2 separate regions of the Mus musculus genome follow, and region 1 is linked to region 2. A link is a contact called in public HiChIP or PLAC-seq data. All regions are on one chromosome and are shown on one strand. Each heading gives the region's core, a stretch centred on a gene start, on an enhancer-like site or on the middle of the called end of the contact. The rest is flanking DNA. Distances are from core to core; before and after follow the strand shown.

Region 1 (6,169 bases), core at 3,434-5,933, 470 kb before region 2:
TTTTGTTTTTTCAAGACAGCTTTTCCTATGTAGCCCTGGCTGTCCTGGAACTTGCTCTGTAGACCGGGCTGGCCTTACTCTCATAGTTCACCTGACTCACAAGTGCTAGGATCAAAGGCCTATGATACCACTGCCCGGCTTACTATTTCTGTTTTTACAGACTAACATCAGTGCATGTTATGTGAGCCTGCACTCTCTAACCTACACTTGAGAGCCACAACCGGTGGTTGCTGTTATTAAATAATATATTTTTACACATAAATACTGACCTTTTAGCTCCTCTGAATTTCTTTCTGAAACTTTTATTATTCAGGTATTGGATTTTCATAGAATAAAACTCTAATTTTTTTTTACTTCTATTTCTTATTTATATGCCTATGTATTTTCGTTGTTTGGAGGAAAAAAGTTACAACTTTTTATTTTTAAAGTCTTTTTTAGGTTCATTTTTGCAATATTGTTTCTAGAGCTATTTTTGTTCTCTGAATACAATGTTCCTTTTTTGTTCATATTCTTTTTGATTTATGATTGTGAAGTCTTTTAGATATGAGAATACTTTCTTTCCTTTTTCTGTTTCTTTCTCTCTCTCTCTCTTTCTCTCTCTCTCTCTTTCTCTCTTTCTTTCTTTCTTTCTTTCTTCCTTCCTTCCTTCCTTCCTTCCTTCCTTCCTTCCTTCCTTCCTTCCTTCCTTTCTTTCTTTCTTTCTTTCTTTCTTTCTTTCTTTCTTTCTTTCTTTCTTCCTTTCTCTCTTTCTTTCTTTCTTTCTTTCTTCCTTCCTTTCTCTCTCTTTCTTTCTTTCTTCCTTTCTCTCTTTCTTTCTTTCTTTCTTTCTTCCTTCCTTTCTCTCTCTTTCTTTCTTTCTTTCTTTCTTTCTTTCTTTCTTTCTTTCTCTCTTTCTTTCTCCCTTTCTTTCTTTCTTTCTTTCTTTCTTTCTTTCTTTCTTTCTTTCTTTCTTTCTTTTTTCCTTTTTAAAGGAAGGGAACTTGTTAAAAAGCCAAGGATGATCTTGAACTCCTATGGAATAATATTTTAAAAATTTTTTTAAAGTTATTTTTATCTGGCTCTTTTTCCTTTGCATTTTTAAAAAAGATTTATTTATTTATTTATTTTTATGTATATGAGTATACACTGTAGCTATACAGATGGTTGTGAGCCTTCATGTGATTGTTGGGAATTGAATTTTAGGACCTCTGCTCGCTCTGTCGATTTATTTATTATTATATATAAGTACACTGTTGCTCTCTTCAGACACACCAGCAGAGGGCATCAGATCTCATTATGGGTGGTTGTGAGAGATTTGAACTCAGGACCTTCGGGAGAGCAGTCAGTGCTCTTATTCCCTGAACCATCTTGCCAGCCCTCCCTTGCATTTTCTTAGTTGTCTGATGATCCCTGTGTATCTACTCATACTTAGAACTACTGTTCCAAGAGGCTGACCAGAGGTTTAGAACCTGAAGTGGAGCCTTGGCCTTCACTCTAGTCCAACATGCAGACATGCTCAACCACCAACTGCCAGGGCCACAATTCAAATTGCCCTTAATTGTGAGTGCTGCACTGGGGCTGGAGAAGTCTGAGTCTCAGCATCTCTATGCTTTCCGTCCCATGCTGCTGTAATATTCTGAAAAAGTTCTCATAGTCTCTTTCCTGAAGGGACAGGAGCTGGCCAGGAGAATTCTGGACTCTGGGTAGATTATGAGCAGGGGTGCTGGTGTTCTATGTGTGCACACTGACTAGAGGGCCCATGTCGGGATGGTCTCCCCTCCAGCCCCCACATCCAACTCTGCCTGCCGTCTGCCTGCCCAGAGAGCCCCGCACTTTGCTCTTTCCACACAACAGACCTCAAGTCTTCTGCCGAGACATCCAGTGGTACTCAAGAGGGGTTTAAACCTGTCATGGCTCCAGGTTTATCCCTACACTGAGGACTATCTCTGAGACTTCTCAAAATGCTGCTATTTACCTGATCCTGTGTAAGTCCTGTTTCCTGGGGGTGGCAGACCTGTTACTGTCCATCATCAAAATGTAGCACAATTGTTTCCTGCTCCATTCTCTTTATCCTTGGGACTTATGCTCCTAAAATATATTTTAATGTCAGTTTAGTGGTATCAAGAAGGGGAAATTTTGAGCCAGGCGTAGTGGTGCACACCTTTAATCCCAGCACTCGGAAGGCAGAGGCAGGCAGATTTCTGAGTTTGAGGCCAGCCTGGTCTACAAAGTGAGTTCCAGGACAGCCAGGGCTATACAGAGAAACCCTGTCTCAAAAAAAAGGGGGGGGGAATTTTAATCATAAATCCATATTTTCTTCTTTTAACTAGAGATTCAATTACATATTCTCTCTGTATATTAAGAATATTGATTTTGTCTTCATTATCATAAATATTTTGTGTACTTTTAATTTTTTTAAAGATTTATTTATTTATTATATGTAATACTGTAGCTGTCTTCAGACACTCCAGAGAAGGCATCAGATCTCATTATGGATGGTTGTGAGCCACCATGTGGTTGCTGGGATTTGAACTCAGGACCTTCAGAAGAGCAGTCAGTGCTCTTAACTGCTGAGCCATCTCACCAGCCCGTATTTTTAATTTTAATGAAGACTTTTGTACACTAAAGGGTTTATGTTTCTAGGGTTGAAAATGATCACTTCTCTCCAAAACATCAATTTTCTCAGCATTATTTATTGAATAATCACCTGTTTTTCAAGACAGTAAGACTCTGTGCACCTTAGACTTAAGTGTTTTGTTGTTGTTGTTGTTGTTGTTGTTGTTGTTGTTGTTGTTGTTATGATGAAATACATCATGCCATAATCTTCCCAGGTTTTTGTGGACATACTGCTCTTAGTAGATACATATCCATCCATAGTAATTATTTTCACTTACAGTTTATTATGTATGAGCAGGGGACGGGGAGTTGCCACAGTGGGTAAGTAGCGATCAAGAGGACAATCTGTGGCTGTCAAGTCTTCCATCCTTCCATCATGTGGGCCCAGGCGCCCAGCTCGGGCTGGCAGGCCGGCAGCTGGGGCCTCTATCTTTCCAGCCCTTAAATTCTTATGTATCCCAGGAATTCTCTTTTAGAATAGACAATACTTCTATGTCTTCAACCAGGATCTCATGGGAGACCTGAAGAAACATCTACTCATTCCTGATAGGGAACTGACTATTGACCAAAGTATGGATACAACCAAAGTCCAAATTAGCAAATGAATGTTTTATTGGGGTTACTTACAGAAATAGGGGTGAGTGTTATTTACAGGAGCAGAAATGACTCCAAGACAACTGTGTCACCAAAGCCCATGCCAGCGTGAGTGACAGTTCACCAAAGTTGGGAACCTGAAGCACAGTGCAGGCAGCTCAACAGGTCTTTGTTTCCTCCAGGCAATCCCACTGAGTCTCAGCTTCTTCCAGCAGATGGGCTTGTTTGGGAGTCTTCTTTGTAGCTTGGCTTATTTGACAATGACCCTCAGCAGTCTTTACAGTTTATATACATCTGGGAAGGGAGGGTGTGTCCTAGTGGATCTGATCAGTTTCAGGAACTCCCTGAAGCTATTTTGAGTTGTGTACTTCCTGTCTTAATGAGATTCCTTGAAATATGTCACCCCTCCTTAGAACATCCTGTTTTTCTTCCCTACAAGCATCCTTTCTTAAGTTTCCCTTCAAAATGGAAGGCTTTAATTTCAGAAGAAACTACATAAGTGTGTGTGTGTGTGTGTGTGTGTGTGTGTGTGTGTCTGTCTGTCTGTCTGTCTGTCTGTCTGTCTGTCTGTGTGGTGTATGTACATGTGTTTCCTTGACCACACATAACTCAAACAGAAACTCGAGGGAGGTGCCAGGTGTCCTCTGTCCCTCTGCTTTGTCCCTTTGTAGCAAGGTCTCTTCTTGAACCTGGAGGTGTGTTATTTCACCTAGGGTGGCAGCCAACAAGTCTTACAATGTTCCTGTCCCTGCTCACCAAACTGCAGGAGTTACAGGGTTGTGTGGGACAATCCAAGTTTTTATATGTCTGCTGGACGCCAAACTCCTCTCCTCCTACATGTGCGGCAAACATTTTTAAAGACTGAGCCATCTCTCAATCCTGTTTCTCTCTGTTTTAAAATTGATAACTTTGTTGCATCCTTTTTTTGGTTGAGTTTGTTTTTCCTCATTATGTTTTCTTTTAGAACTATTTCTAAATTATTCATCATGGACAGCTGCATTTGAATGGTTATTGTACTTTCCTTTAAATTATTCTAGCTTTTTTTTTCATTATTCCAGATTAATTTTCAAAGCATTTTGCTGAGTGAAATGGAACATTTTGGAATGCTGGTAGCATTTGCATTACCTCAAAAGATGAATCTGGGATATCTGGCAACTTTGTAATGTCAAATTCTTCTTTCAAGGGATGTATTGTATATCTGTCGCATCTATGCAAACCATCATTTGTTTTCTACTAGAGTTTTATTCTTTTAAAAGATTATCCCAAAGTCATTTAGGAGTGTTTCCTCTTCTGTATTTTGTGGCCACCTACACTGTTTCACTTGCTTCCTAAAGAAAGTCTTCACTAAGTCTTCAGACCAAGGAATCCTTTACTTTCTTGCTGTAAGATTCTGCACAGGCCAAAGTCACAGACTGTGAGTCACAGTGACATGTCAACATGGTGTTCCTTGCTCTTCCAGTCTGGAACACTTGGGTGTTGACGGCAACTTCTCGATCGCTTGAAACTTTCAGTTTCATTTTGCAAATGGGTCCTGAGCCCTGTTTGGGATGCTTAGTTGCTGTCTGTTAGCTTCCAGGTCAGAAGCTGGCAGTCTCCTGTTTTGTTTACTTCTCCTTCTACGGTAAAGTCATTGAGCTTATAGTTCCTGGGACAAAATGTTCCCTTCATCTTTTATATTTAAAAATTACACTTATTTATCAGAGGAGGTACAGCATACATCATGGACAACGCACAGGAGACAGTTATTTCCTTCCACCATGCAGGTTCCAGGGTTATAACTCAGGTATCAGGCTTGGCCACCGGTGCCCTTACTTGCTGTGTCATCTTGATTGCCCCAGGTTTCCTTTCTTCATCATGGACAGCTTCCAGTATTCTCATCTTCTCAGTGCACTTTAAACTTCTCATTAAGTGATGGAGAGTGGCTCAGAATTCTAAAAGTCTCAGCAGGATCCCTTTTTCCTTCCCTTTTTGTCTCATAAGCTGAGACTCTCAATTCTGAAGGATACAGACAGGATGGACCCTGGGCTGCTGCATCAGCATCATCTACAAGTCTCATCACAACTTCTTGGATCCTCCCATAGATATGTTGGAAGGTCAGACATCAGGTCTGGAGGTTTTAAGAGAACTGCACATAAGCTCATTAGAGATAGGGAATCAAGAGAGATTGGCGAAGTGAGGGAGGGAGGAAGATGCTGGTCTCTTGGTCTGTTTCTCATGGACATGTATCTTGCACTTGGGATAGGTCATCAGTGAGGTCACCTATGAAGTTTGGAGGATAACACTCACGTCAGATGACCAGGAACAGTCTTTATCAATGATGTAGTCACATCTGAACTTTGTTTTAAGGTGCTGCTCAAGGTGTTTACATTTTTCTGCATTCCTTCAGTAGATTAAGATGTGGAAGAGACATATTTAACATATTTAATCACTGTCTTGGTCAGGGTTTCTATTCCTGCACAAACATCATGACCAAGAAGCAAGTTGGGGAGGAAAGGGTTTATTCAGCTTACACTTCCATACTGATGTTCATCACCAAGGAAGTCAGGACTGGAACTCAAGCAGGTCAGAAAGCAGGAGCTGATGCAGAGGCCATGGAGGGATGTTCTTTACTGGCTTGCCTCCCCTGGCTTGCTCAGCCTGCTCTCTTATAGAACCCAAGACTACCAGCCCGGAGATGGTCCCACCCACAAGGGGCCTTTCCCCCTTGATTACTAATTGAGAAAATGCCTTACAGTTGGATCTCATGGAGGCATTTCCTCAACTGAAGCTCCTTTTTTCTGTGATAACTCCAGCCTGTGTCAAGTTGACACACAACTAGCCAGCACAGTCACTCTCTAGGTCACTTCAGCCTTCATTACCTTAGCTCTTCCTGTCTTTTCCCATCTTTGAGATGGGCAGAGCCTGCCCTTCCTGTTACCACAGATACTTGCTTGTATTTCATTTCCTAATACCTTCTCTCTTTGGAATGGAAATAAGGAGA
Region 2 (6,893 bases), core at 2,422-4,921:
TGTGTCGATGGATCGAGGACCGTGGACATCACTCACATCCACTGGACCCTCAGATACGGATTCAATCGGTCACCAATGGAAACTGTCGGGAAACAAATGCATCTGCACCAGTCGAAACCTTTTCCCCTTGCCACTCCCTGCATCAGAGTAGAGCACCGATTCCCACAGTTCGAGGCCACAGACAATCTGAGGAGTAGGAGGCAACGTGCATCAGCTATGTACAGACACCACCTGCTTCACACCGGGACTTGAACATCGACCTACAGATTTTTGTTAACTGCAGGGACGTCTGGAACCATCCTCTACAGTTACTTGTACAACTAACTACACACTAAAAACCACTCTCAGGGGCAGTTACATGTGGGTTTTAGCTCACTACAGCTGTTAACAAAAATACTAAGCAGATCCAAAAGGCCTGTTCAAGTCTCAAGGCTTTTAAGTCTATAAAAACTGAGCTGTCCTTGCAGTCAGCACTTAAACCCTGGTCTTCTGCATTGTTTACTGCTGTTTCTAACACTGAAGGTGAAAGAGAATGTTTTAATTTTTGCTCAGCTCTGGTAAAGGCTGCGTGCTAACTGGACATCAGTCCCAGTGTTCTCACAGGAAACAGGGAGGAGCAAGTCTGTCTGACTTAAAACAGCTAAGCCCAGGAAGCAGATGGCCAGGTCTAGAGGTCACCTGTGCGATCTCAGAAACATGTTCTAGGTTTGCATCAGGAAGCTGGAGTGCATCACAGGGGACTCAGTGGTTTGACTTCGATGCAACAGGAGCCAGCAGGCCAAGTCCTTGCCCAAGGTTTGCTTTTATTTAATGACTCATCCCTGTGTGAGTCCACTAAACAAAGGCCTCCAGACTATAGCATGCCACTAACAGAAAGAGAACTTAAAAAAAAAAAGTTTCCAATGAAGTTAACATTCTATTTTAATAATGCCTCAAGCTATTCACAGAGTAAACTAATTACTTACAAATTCTTAAAATGCTTAGACTGGTTACTAATCAGTCAATGAGACCTAAGCGGCTGACATTTTAAAATAGCAAATTAAGAAAACCACAGGGAAGCCATTGCTTGTTACTAAAAGTTGGCATATACTAAATGCTTCATCCTAGGAAAGCTAAGTAAACAGAACTTCCCCGCTGCACTGCCCCAAACCAAACCAGCAAAAGATGCTATGCATTATACTCTTAAAAATCCATCCACTGGGCCACCAAACAGAAGCTAAAATGTGTAGTCAGGTATCACACCTCCTGCCTAGCTCAGCTTTTGATTTATTGATTTGTTTATTTATTTATTTAAATCATTAGGACTCATGTAGCCCAGGCTAACCTTAGCCTCACTTCGTAGCTGAGGATGACACAGAATCTCCGATTCTCCTCTTTCCACCACCACCACCCCCCCCCCCGCCCCCCCGGGTGCTATGAGGACGCCTGCACCACCACACCCAGTTTTATGCAGCGCTGTTGATCAAAAGGCAGGGCTTCACACATTCTAGCAGAACACCACCCCAGTCTCCAGTTCACGTTTAACCAAGTCCAAGAGCGCCTTCTTGGAAATGGCACCAGGTTCTTTCTCTCTCTCTACCTTCTTTCCATCACAGTCCCTCTGAAGCCATCTCTTCACTTTACACCTGGTGTCTTCAGCGTTTAACTATGTGGCACAGGCTTGCCTTGAACTGGAAATTTTCTACCCCAGCCTCTGGAGGGCCGAGCCTACCATAGGCAAGCATCGGAATACCTAGAGCATCTTTAATTCTCCAGTCTCTATGCAGGAGCTTCTCGAAACCCACTGCAACCACTGGAAATGGTGGAAGCATTTCAGATAAGAAAGAACGAAAGTTTAGGAGAAAACCATGTGAGTAAATTGATACCCAAAATGGAAAACTTAAATAACTTATTTTCTACGTGCAGGAGTAGCTTCCGAAAGTCAATTTGCAGGCTGGGCGTGGTGGCGCACGCCTTTAATCCCAGCCCTCAGGAGGCAGACGCAGACGGATTTCTGAGTTTGAGGCCAGCCTGGTCTACAAAGTGAGTTCCAGGACAGCCAGGGCTATACAGAGAAACCCTGTCTCGGAAAACTGAAAAAAAAAAAAAAGAAGAAGAAGAAGAAGAAGAAGAAGAAAAAAAGAAAGTCAACCTGCCGGCACTCCCTCTAAGTCATGGTAACAAACTAGAACACAGGACACTGTACTTCAACCACAATGCCCCACCCAACACCTCTGGGAGAAGCACTTGAACAAATCCTGGCTTCTGCCAGAATGAGAACTCTGCTCTGTGACTCCAGCTCTCCGGGCAGTGCCTCACCATCCTTACAAGAATATAACTGGAATCTGTGCATCTGTGAGCAGTGCTTTCGAAGGTTGCCTGCTAGGAGGCACAAAACATGGAGCTATATGGTCCGTCAGATACATTAGGTATGTCACCACTGGATCCACCAAGAATGCACTTTTTACATGGGATTGCAGGTTATAAGGAATAAAGGTTAAAGATTCCCCAGCAACAGGCTTTTGCATGAGAGCACTCCAAGGAAGGTCATATCAGATGTGCATTTTTGGGTGACATTTCTGAAAGATCAGAAGGGGCACATAGGATCCACCATAGGCAGGACCTTGTGTGTCTCACTCATTCATGTGTACTCTAGCTCCTGGGCCAAAAGCAGGACTTGAATCACTGGGCCCTGGGCATACAGTTGAACTGAGTGAATTCTAACTTTCTTGGCTTTCAAGTCTAGTCTTTATTGTTGAAGCCTTGATTAAAGACTTTTCTCATTATGAACTGAGCAAGAAACGAGGTGTGGGAGGTGCATTTAAACAGTTCTTAGCCTGGAACAAAAAAGTTGTTTATACCTAGTGCTAATCAAGCAAACTGCACAAATCTGTTCTGTGTGTTCTTTGGCTTTTCTCTAAAATGCCTACAAATCTTTTAGCAGCAGGAAATGGGGAAAAGCAGCACTCAGGGACACAGGAGGAGTTGCTACAGGACGAAAGGAAAGCCCATATTTTAGGATTAAAAACAAAAAAGCAAAAACACCACCCAGCTTCAGTGAATCTGGTGGCAGCCAACTGTGAGACCCCCACCCACCCCTCTTTGTCCCCACTGGACCTATGGGACAACGACGCTGTGTATTCTTCTATTATCAGTAAGGGCTGAAAGAAGAGACTGTCCATTACAGGTGACCATACAAGTAAATTTAATTTTAGACTTCTAAATTTTTAGTTTCACATACATACAATTAAAAGATAGCCTGGGGAAACCAAAGAAAACAGGGTATTAAATTACCCTGTAACCTGATGGCAGGGTAATAGCTGCTGCTTTAAAATTAAGCAAGAGAGAGATGAATTCACCTTTCAGTTTTAGTTAACTTTTCATTCACTATAATTTACCAAATTTATTCACTTAAATCACTTATAATTTAAATAATGTATTCAAATAATTATAATTTAATTTGTTTAGTTAAATTACAGTTAAAATCTTACGCTATTTAAGAATAAAGGCTACTATAGATTTTGTAGGCTTGCATAAAAGCTAGCTCAGCTCTACCACTAAGCAATTATTTGTCTCCCAGGAAAGAGGGCTTGAACTCCATGATTCTGAAAATATCCTACTAAATGCCAAAGGTGACAAACACCTCAGCCGCCATTGGCAGCCAGCTCTAGCTGACCTTTCCTCTCATTTCTCTCATTTCACGTCACCTTGTGTCTGACTTGCTGTGTGTGCAGCTGTGTACACTTCTCCAGGGACAGAGTCCAAGTCTTATACAAATTTCTTGCCGCCACTCTTTATCCCTGTCTTGCATCTGCCTGATCCTGTGCTTAAACCAGACTAAACAATCTACTTCCTCTGGCAAGGTACAGACCACATCCAACACTCAGTTAGGTACTCGGCTTTTCCTTCAGTGTGGACCAGCAGGAAACAAACAGGAAGCAACTATGCCAACCACAAGAAAAAGAAACACACGCCTGTCTGGAACTGTGCACAACAGGTTGCTTTTAGCTCTCCCGCGGGCATTCAAAGTTCTCTTGCAGCGTTGTGAGAAGCACAACTGTCAGGGGCGAGATCGGCTTTAACCTGGACTTACTGACAAGATTGTAGGCAATTATTTATGGTTCTGAAAACCAGTGAAGCAGTCCCTGGGGGAATTTTCTTACTGTATAGTATCCCATGCCTTGTTTGTCTTCTGAAAATATTAAGCATTCTCAGATTACACGTAAATCGATCTCTAATAGAAATACGTTACTAGGCAGGTTACAGACCAGGCTCAGCAGACAGGGAGCCTGTCAGAGATGCTGCCACGAGGCTCCTAAAGTGGTGATCCTCGGGTAAGAATGTTAGCTAACTTCCAACCAGTAACATTGTCTTCAACTGTATTGCTCACACACATTGACTCCAAGAGGTCCATAACCTACTTCTAGCCTTACTAGATGATGTTAGAAGCACACAGATGGGTATGGGTGTGTGTGCGTGTGTGTGTGTGTGTGTGTGTGTGTACAAGTGGAAAGAGCAGATGAAAGCATAAGGCTATAGAATACAGTGACAAATAAGAGGTCATCAGTCTGGGATTGAAAAGCCATCAGAAGGCTTCACAACCTGTATAAGTAACACTGGCAAGGCTAACAAAATACACGGTCAGGCTAGGGTGCAGCTCAGTGGCAGGGCACTGGTCTGGAAGGTGTGAGCTCCTTGGGTCAATCCCCAGCACCATAAAAATAAAAATACACACAAACTCTTCCAGCATCTTCGGTGTAACATCTCATGAAGCAGAACTTTGAAGGGTGGCCCTGGCCTGCTGATGGCTTAGGCACTGAAGAGAGTCGGCACCACACAGCTCCAGAAGACTGAAAAGGCCGTAACAATGCCCACTCGAGTTTTCAAGACACAGGGAGGTGTGTTCATCTAATTCCACTGTGTGTATGTGGAGAGAGCAGATGGAAGCACATGGCTATAGAATACGGTGGCAAATAGGGGTCCTGGGATTGAATCCCACTCAGACGATCACTCTGTGGAACACAAACTAAGGTCCCGATTAAGGGCACTTCACTTACTGACTACACTGAATGAAGCCGGTCTCTTCTGAGGCACCATTTTCACTACATTAACACTAAAGCACCTGCCAGCCAGCTCCGTTAAGCTTCGTCTATAAAGGTGTAGGCACCTGCAGTGACGATGCCCAAGAGCCTAGCATCCCCTGACCCCGAGTCGCCTTGCAGACATGCAGCCTGCCTCTGCCACTCAGCTCTGCTTGGACCTTGTAGCTTGGTTCGCTCCCACGTGCCACATGCGTGGGCCGAGGCGGTACGCAGCATTCTCTGCTGAGGTTTCTTCACCTAGCATGCTGTGACGGATTCATCCACGGTACTGGGGTGTGAAAAAGCTTGCTTGTTTTAACTAAAGCTTCTGTCAAGCCTCCTGATCAGTGATTGATCCCATGAAATAAAGAAATAGGATTTGGAGACAGTAAACAACAGAGTAAAACCCAATATTGAGCTACTGCTCTCCAGAGAGCTAAAGGCCACACTCAGGTTTCTACATGAAACAAGATATCTGTGCAAAATGTCTAGGACTATGCTTGGCAGGAAGCATGAGCTCCACAAACAGCCTCTTTGTACAGCTGTGCCAGGGAGTGCCACTCACAGGCCACAGTGTTACAATGGCGGCAATAACGAAAGACTCATTTCCCCCAGGGAGTGCCATTCGCGGGCCACAGTGTTACAGTGGCGGTAATAATTAAAGACTCATTTCCTTGTATTAAGTTACCTTTTTAAAAACTGGTCGACCTGCTAGGGATGCTCTTGACTCCGCTGCTTACACTGTAATGTTCTGAAGAAAGAATAAGCAAGGAAAAGAGCCATTCTTCAGGGGGAAAACTTAAAATGAAAAAACTCCTGCTTGCAATCCTGCTTAGAAGCCAAGTAAATTGGTCTTGGGGCAGAGTTGACAATTCTGACCGAAGGCTGTGGTCATCATGGCCAAGCCATCCGGGGCCTTCCTGGATTTTTTTTACACCACCCTGGGTCCTGTCTTCTAAGCACAGCCAGGATCTGACTGCAGTAATGCCGCAGTACCAAATACACGAGAAGTTTAAAAAGCATCCTAAAGTCAACACTTGCACAGCTGACATACACAGACATTGCCCCTGTAGACAGGAGGGCAGGTGAATGTTGTGAGCATATTAAAGAACAATATTATAATTCCTTAACTGGAGTCACCACTATCCCCACCTCTGAGTTAGTTCTCAAACAGTTAAAGTAGTTTTATAATTGGTAATGTGTGGTTTAAGGACAACACAGGGAAAGTTCCCCAGGTCCTTAAAAACCCCTATTTTATGGGGGACACTTTTATATAAATATGTATTCCTACAGAAAGCATGGGTTAGAATCAGATGTATCTACAACAAGAATTTTTACCTTTTTTTTTTTTTAATCAATGTAAGTTTGGCAACTTTTGTGAATACAGGAAGTATGCATTGCAAAGACTGTTAATTTTAATGAATTCTGGTTAGTCATTAAGTCTAAAGACAACCATACAGTAAAGTGACTTTGTCATTTACTGGCTGATCTGTGGTAACTCTAGAAGTAAAAGGTAATAGTAATTACATCAAGATAATTTGTATCCATCAGAAATGGGTCTTGTGAGGCAGACAACTATAGAATGTACACTAGCAATGTGGTAAATTTTCACAATAAACATACACATTGTAAGCTCTGATGCCTCTGAGAGAGGTGAGGTGTCCTCCCACCCCCTACCAAGTGGAAGAAAGTCATTCTTTTTTTTTTTTTGGAGAAAGGGTAGCTTCTAAAGCCAATGGGATATTTTATCAAATAGCACAGAAAACCCTATAAACTTAGCCTTCTCAAGATTCCACATACAAGACCACAGGCCTAAGGGTGGTGCTCCTATGT

The links. HiChIP or PLAC-seq counts read pairs in DNA pulled down with a chosen protein or histone mark.
Region 1: a contact with region 2 is called in an HNF4G HiChIP or PLAC-seq map of pancreatic cancer cells. The contact joins two enhancer-like sites. A contact is called at or near these places in 3 of 39 promoter capture datasets (the C10 cell line, cranial neural crest and maxillary cranial neural crest) and 2 of 115 datasets of contacts at active chromatin or transcription factors (T-cell acute lymphoblastic leukemia and pancreatic cancer cells).

The regions. Positions count from the first base shown.
Region 1 is chr6:34,964,840-34,971,008 of GRCm38.p6, reverse strand. The region is part of intron 2 of Slc23a4 (solute carrier family 23 member 4); the gene reads left to right. Among named protein-coding and RNA genes, the nearest start is that of Slc23a4, 10 kb to the left of the region's middle. Within about 2 kb of position 4,683, at least 38 of the 459 cell types and tissues checked have an H3K27ac peak or open chromatin away from gene starts, as enhancers often do. A contact at or near this core is called in pancreatic cancer cells, where this site is marked.
Region 2 is chr6:34,492,254-34,499,146 of GRCm38.p6, reverse strand. All of the region lies in intron 2 of Bpgm (2,3-bisphosphoglycerate mutase), which reads right to left. Among named protein-coding and RNA genes, the nearest start is that of Gm52898, 16 kb to the left of the region's middle. Within about 2 kb of position 3,671, at least 68 of the 459 cell types and tissues checked have an H3K27ac peak or open chromatin away from gene starts, as enhancers often do. A contact at or near this core is called in pancreatic cancer cells, where this site is marked.